Linked DNA regions of Mus musculus: region 2 is linked to region 1. The links are chromatin contacts, called in public promoter capture Hi-C maps. All regions are on one chromosome and are shown on one strand. Each heading gives the region's core, a stretch centred on a gene start, on an enhancer-like site or on the middle of the called end of the contact. The rest is flanking DNA. Distances are from core to core; before and after follow the strand shown.

The links. Promoter capture Hi-C pulls out the DNA fragments that hold promoters and counts their contacts.
Region 2: a contact with region 1 is called in a promoter capture Hi-C map of hippocampal neurons, with 2.3 times the contacts expected there. The contact joins the promoter of Myh10 here to the enhancer-like site in region 1. A contact is called at or near these places in 2 of 39 promoter capture datasets (cranial neural crest and hippocampal neurons) and 7 of 115 datasets of contacts at active chromatin or transcription factors (the NIH/3T3 cell line, astrocytes, embryonic forebrain and 3 more).

The regions. Positions count from the first base shown.
Region 1 is chr11:67,989,972-67,993,236 of GRCm38.p6, forward strand. All of the region lies in intron 4 of Stx8 (syntaxin 8), which reads left to right. Among named protein-coding and RNA genes, the nearest start is that of Stx8, 25 kb to the left of the region's middle. Within about 2 kb of position 1,445, at least 10 of the 459 cell types and tissues checked have an H3K27ac peak or open chromatin away from gene starts, as enhancers often do. A contact at or near this core is called in hippocampal neurons, where this site is marked.
Region 2 is chr11:68,690,321-68,693,585 of GRCm38.p6, forward strand. It overlaps Myh10 (myosin, heavy polypeptide 10, non-muscle), which reads left to right and starts at 1,595. Exons shown (of 41, transcript NM_175260.2): 1 at 1,595-1,862.

The DNA of each region.
Region 1 (3,265 bases), core at 195-2,694:
ATTTTATAGTACTGATTTTTTTTTGTTCGTTTTGTTTTTTGAGACAGGGTTTCTCTGTATAGCCCTGGCTGTCTTAGAACTCACTCTGTAGACCAGGCTAGCCTTGAACTCAGAAACCCGCCTGCCTCTGCCTCCCAAGTGCTGGGATTAAAGGCGTGCGCCACCACTGCCCGGCTATAGTACTGATGTTAACACAAGACCACTCTTCTATCAGTAGGCAGTTCATTGGCTGGCTCAGACAGCGTGCAAACGGAATATTTATCCATTTAATTGTACCCAGAAACATGGTAACCCTTAGCTTTTCTGTAAAGGTGTGCTGACACCAGTGAAGCGCTGTTTTTATCTAATGAGCCCATGGTAGGTACGAAAGGCAGCTAACTAAACACTGCGTTCCCTGGCAATGTAATAAACTGTGGATATGGATGCAAGAATACTGTGATAGAGTGCACAGTGCCTAGTGTGTGTGGCCATTGCCATCTCTGCCTCTCAGGATGTGGCAGCCCGAAGCCCGCACTGAGAGCACTTGCTCTCTGTAGGATGTAGTCCCCGGAACACCCATACAGTGACATGACACATACCATGGCAGGAAGTAGAGTGAACTCTGCAGAAGAGCAAGTGCATTGCCCTCTGTGTCAGTGTGAGCCTGTGTAGTAGGCGAGGTCATGGGACCCAGCACTTGTCACTTGCCTTTTTTTTTTTTAATGTATTTTTGCTTCTTGATGGAAATTTTAAGTATCTTGATGTCAGGGATCAAAGACTACACAGTGCTTAAAGAGTCTCTCCTAAATGAAGGAGCACCTCTCTACTTCTCTGTGTCTGTCTCCCCAAAGACCTATCCTACAGCTATAGAGTATACGGAGTATACAGCAGGCACACTTGAACACAGCACATTTTTGTTGACTGAAAGCCAATCCAAGATGTGATAGGACACTTCAGGAACTAAACAGCTGGGACTGTTAGGTGTGCTTATGCAAAAGCTTTCTCTGCGACTCAGAGGTCCAGGTTGTCTCATCACAGGGCTGTGCTGTTGTAACACAGGCCATATATCCTGTGGATGGGGTAGAGAGAGAAGTGGGGCACTATACCCTCTTAGGTGATTTGTCCTGCAAATATCTTACCCTCTGCCCATTGACTGGAGGTGGTCACATTGGCTCCAACCTTCCTGTGAGGGAAGCTGGGGACTATGATACCAAACTGGGGCTGGGGAAGCATGTACTCTGTGCCTCTCTGGTTCTTTTGAGTAATTTGATAGGTCAGTAAGAGACAGCACATCAGACTGCAGAATACAGAACCATTTAAGCCAAACAGCACCGGGCAGGCATGGAAACACACACTTGAGCCAGTGAGCAGAATAGAGAATCCGGAAGCAAAGCCACACAGCTGCAGCCGTCTGAGCCTCCACACGGCAGCAAAGACAGCCTCTTTAACAGATGGCACTGGGAAAACTGGATACCCACATTTTACAGACAGAAACTAGATGTCTGACTCTCACCCTGTACAAAAAGCAGTCTATACATGGAGCAAAAACTGTGCAAGACCCCAAAGTCTGAGTCATCTAGAAAAACACATTTCAAGATTGGGGCATAGACAGCACTTTATAAATAGGACTCTAACAGCTCAGAGGATAGTACAATTTGACAAGTGGGGAATGCCTCAAAATAGGAGGCTGATGGTAGCTGGGAGTGTGGATTAGAGTCTGAAATCCTGAAGTTCCTAGTACCTAAATCAATAAATGGCTCCCACATACACAAGGAGACTGATGGTGCAGTCTACAGAATGTCACAGAGCCTTGTGGCTTTCCTTCTGACAGACATGTAAACATGAAAGATCCAACAGACCTGTTCAGAGAAGGCCAGATGAACCGATCTAACACTTTTCAAAAGTATGATGGGTTAGCAAGGTCACGGAGAGTCCAAAGCTCTACACCCTCAGCCATCAGGGATGCAACTCAGGTTACTAAGATTCTGTCTTACCCTAATGGCTGCCATCTGGAAAAGAAACGGCAACAAACACCGGAAAGAGTGGGAGTAACGCCTGGCAGAAGCTGTTGTGGGAACCATTATAGAGTGCTTCAAAAAGAAAATCATTATAGAATGCCTAAAAAAAAAAAAAAAAGAGTAGACCTAGTATATGATCCAGCAGTACCACTCCTTAGGATTAGACCCAGAGGGCTGGTGAGATGGCTCAGCGGATAAGAGCACTGACTGCTCTACCAAAGGTCCTGAGTTCAATTCCCAACAACCACATGAAGGTTCACAACCATCTGTACAGCTACAGCGTACCAATAAACATAAAAATAAATAAATAAATCTTTTTTTTTTAAAAAAAAAAGGCTGGGTGTGGTGGCACATGCCTTTAATCCCAGCACTCGGAGGCAGAGGCAGGTGGATTTCTGAGTTTGTGGCCAGCCTGGTCTACAAAGTGAGTTCCAGGAGAGCCAGGGCTAAAGAGAGAAACCCTGTCTCGAAAAACCGAAAAAAAAAAAAAAAAAAAGGAATAGACCTAGAGGGACCAAAACCATCATATACTAGATACTTGCATCCCTGAGTTTAAACCAGCACCATGCGTGATGGCTGTGCTTGGGAATCAGCCTAGGTGGTGATGGAAGAGTAGAAAATGGATCTAAATGCTATAAGCCATAAGAAGAATGAAATTAGGCTGTCTATAAGAAAATGCAGTCACACGTTTGCATGTGAGTTCAGGTGCCCATGGGGGGAATAAGTTCGGTTATCATGCAGTTAGGATTCTCTCAGCCACAGGGAACAGATGGTACTACCAAGTCTGCTTAAAGAAAGCATCCCCATGAAGGAGACCCCACATTAAACGCTGGCTAACTCAGCTGCCTGGTGCTGCCCTCCGTCCCTACGCTCTCCTCCTCTGCCTTGCTCAGAGTGGTCCCTTCCGTTCAGTCCGAAGCCTCTCATGGTTTCCAGATGGATGCAGCTGCTATTAGCTGCACTCCGGCCAGAGCATTAGGAGAGGCAGAAGATACTTAGCATGAGTAAAATATTCGGGTAGCTAGGAAATCTGAAAAGCATTTACCAGGATTCAGGGAAAGTCCTCCCGTTTTGACCCTCACGCCTACAAAGTAATTAATGTTTTTGCCCATATCCTTCTATGAGTCTCTGAAGATTATAGCAATAAACATGAGTATATTCTCTTATAGTCCACCATCTTTCATACATACTTTATATATGATTATATCTCAAGAGATTTTTCCCATTCAGATTTGTAGTTGATATTTTAGTATAAAGTTATTAGTATT
Region 2 (3,265 bases), core at 345-2,844, 700 kb after region 1:
AAAATTATGAGGTTTCAAATTATGAGAAACCACGGATCTGATGGCTTATTTGAGCCGTTTGTATGGATGCTCTGAGCATGGAATATAGCATTTAGAAATGACTTCATTGGGTAACAAAGCTTAGAGTCATGCCTTTGAGATGGCTGAGTCTTTTCTAAATCCGGAAACGTTTATAAGAGGGCTATCATTGACACGTTATACTAACTTATACTTCCTCGGTAGACTTCACAAGGATAGAACTCTTCATGTAGTGCCAAAGTCACAAGACACCTGGAAGGGGGCAGCCACCCTAGTGGGCATGTGGGGTTGGAGACCAGATGCACCTGGACAAAGGACAAAGAATTCTCACTTCCCCCGGAAGGGCTCTGCATTCAGCTGCCTTGGAGATTTCTCTGAATTCCACCAACCCTTTCTTATCACTTCCTGCCTTGTTTTCATTTTTTTTCTCACTTTAAAAAAAAAAATCAGTCTAGAAGTTTCTCAGGCATTTACAAAGTATCCATTAAAACACACACATATATACAATACTAAATACATAAAATCCTGAGGCAGTTTTAAAATAAAGTATTTTATATTTATCTTTTTATAAGAACAATAATCCATTTGGCTCTTGTGATTTTTTTACTTTATTATATTTATACATGTATAATTAAGAGTTGACTAGATTCTGCAGACATTTCATTACATTTTTTTTTTAACTTCAATTTTCCAGTTTCCTTATTTTGGAAGCCCACTCCCACCTGAGGTCCATGAACCTTTCTAAGGCACTTGAACCACTGGTTCTTTAGCCCTAGGGGCTATGACAACAGCACAGGAATCCTGCAAGCCCTACCCAGTTCCTCTTCCATAGAGAGCTGGAATGAATGAGTGAGTGAACAAATGAAGTCGCTCTCTGGTCTTCTCTGCCAGGCCCGTTTGCTTCTCGTATTTTTGGAATCTCAGCCCTGCCTAAGAGGCAGAGCAAGCAAACATCCAACTGCGGCGGGTCACGAGAGGAAGGAAGCATCAGTAAGGGGGGACTCCGGCCGCCACAGGGTTGCAGCCCGGTCAGGACAGAGCTTTAGCGCCCAGCCCGAGAGGCTCCCCTCCCCCACTGCAGGTGAGCCGCAAGCAGCGGCTCCCACCCACTGAAGCTCCAGGGTGACGTCAGGCCTCAGGACCGCGCTCCGGCCCCGCCCCTGCAGGCAGCTCCGGGAGCTGGCGATTCCTCGGCGAAAGCCGGTCCCGCTGAGGGACCCAGTGGCTGCGGCAAGCCTACGGGCCGCAGAACGCTCGAGTGGGTTGCAGCGGCGGCCCGACGCAATAGAGAGACGTGACCAGTGGGAGCTGGTGACTTGTGCTGCGGTACACCTGCCCCACTGTCCACCCAGCCCTGACTAGCGCAGCGCGCACACCCCAACAAGATCGGCGATCTCTGCCTCGCGGGATCGCCAGGCTCCTAGTTTCAGCTGTCCATCTCCCTCCAGAGTCAGCCAATCACCCGCCACTGCCCCGGCCGCACCTCCCGGAGTCTCTGACAGGCGTGAGTAGCAGCCTATGAGATTGGGAGTCTGTGGGTCTAGGTCGGGAGCGGGAGCCAATGAGCATCATTCCAGGTGGGTGGAGGGAGCGGGACTTGGGAAGGTAGCTTCGTTCGGGTTGCTAACGTCTTTCCTGGGAGATGGGCGCGCAAACCGACCAGTGGGTCTGGGGGCGGCAGTGATGGGCGTGGAGATGGCCCAATGAGGGTGGGAGTGGGTGGGGCAGGCGCGAGCAGCAGTGCTAAAGGAGCCCGGCGGAGGCAGCGGTGGGTTTGGAATTGAGACGCTGGATCTGTGGTCGCTGCTGGGGACGTGTGCCGGCGCCACCATCTTCGGCTGAAGGTGAGACGAGCAGTTGCCCGGGTCCGAGTGCGGCGTTCCGGGAGTGGGGACGGTTGAGGGAACAGGAGGGGAGGAACCGGGGCTGGGGAACTGGGCGAGCCTGGAGCACAGAGACGGAGCCCAGGCGGGAGCTGGGAAAGGGAGACTGGGCAGTGGAGAGCGGAGCTTGTGGAGATGACGAGACCCCAGTGTATGGAGATGAAGAGACCCCTGGAGGGGTGGGAAATGGGGTCCTTGAGAATGAGACCTCTTCATGGATCAGGGCCAGGTCATACGTGAGGACGACTCTTGAAAGGGATGAGAATGGAGATCTGGGGATGGGGATGTAGGGACCAACTCCTGGTTGCATTGGATCCCTGGAAGCGTGGGGTTGGGAGGTGAGTGCCCTAATAAGAGGCCGGAGGCGCCCGGCGTGTCTATCTCCTTTTAGGAGAGGACTGAGTCCTGGGATGTGATCTTGGTGCTGGGGGCCCAGGAAGGAAAGGGGACCCTGGGTGGGTTGCACCGTGGGTTAGGTGGAGTTAGATTTCCCCGGGTGCGACTGAAAGGTTCTCCGAAGACTCAGAAGGCGGACCCTGGATCTGTGCGGTTTAGGGACCAGTGGCCTGAAACTGCATGGTCTTGGGAGCATGCGACGGATGAGAGGCTCCAGAGCTGGTCTCGGGAAGGAGGGCTGGAGCTAGACCTCATGCCACGCTCGCTGGGGACCGTGGTGGACCGGGAGGTGGACACCGGGCGAGGCCTGGGCCGTTGGGGAGAACGAGGCGGGAAATGTGGCCCGGGCGCGTTGTAGCGGAGCGGCCGGGGGGAGGGTCAGCCGTCGCCTCTGGATCGCTTTATTGTGTAAGTGATCTGGTAATGGCTCGCCGCAGAATCTCTCCCTAGCCTTCTGTAGTTAGGGTGTCATACTCTGATCCTATAAAATCGAAGTGGATTTGGGTCGGAGGGAAGTTGAAGCTGTGGAGTCCTTGGCGTTGGCGGGGCTTTGTGGGCCTTTGGTGGGCGGATGCGGCCCAGGGACCCGAGAGGCCCCCAGTCAGGCCTCTCTGGGAACTGGGGCCTTAGGAGGTGGCCAGTCGGTGCGTCTGACCTGAACTGGTGAGGTTTGGGTAACGGGGTCTCTGCCTACGACCGTTATCTCTTGTTTCTTGGGGCCTCTGCAGCTCTCTTCAAGATCACTGCGGTGGATGGAAGGGGGTGGGGTAGATTGGGGTGGGGTAAGGGAAAAGCAGGCGGAGTAGATCCAGACTGCGGATGGAACAAAGACTGCTGTTTTTGCTGAATAAAATAATACTAAATATAATACTTTAGCTATGCTAAGATTTTGATTTTATTTTTTTCAAACATTGAAACTAAGGATGGTTTGGGTGAGGTTTAATTATTCCTGATAGTATCTGACTCTG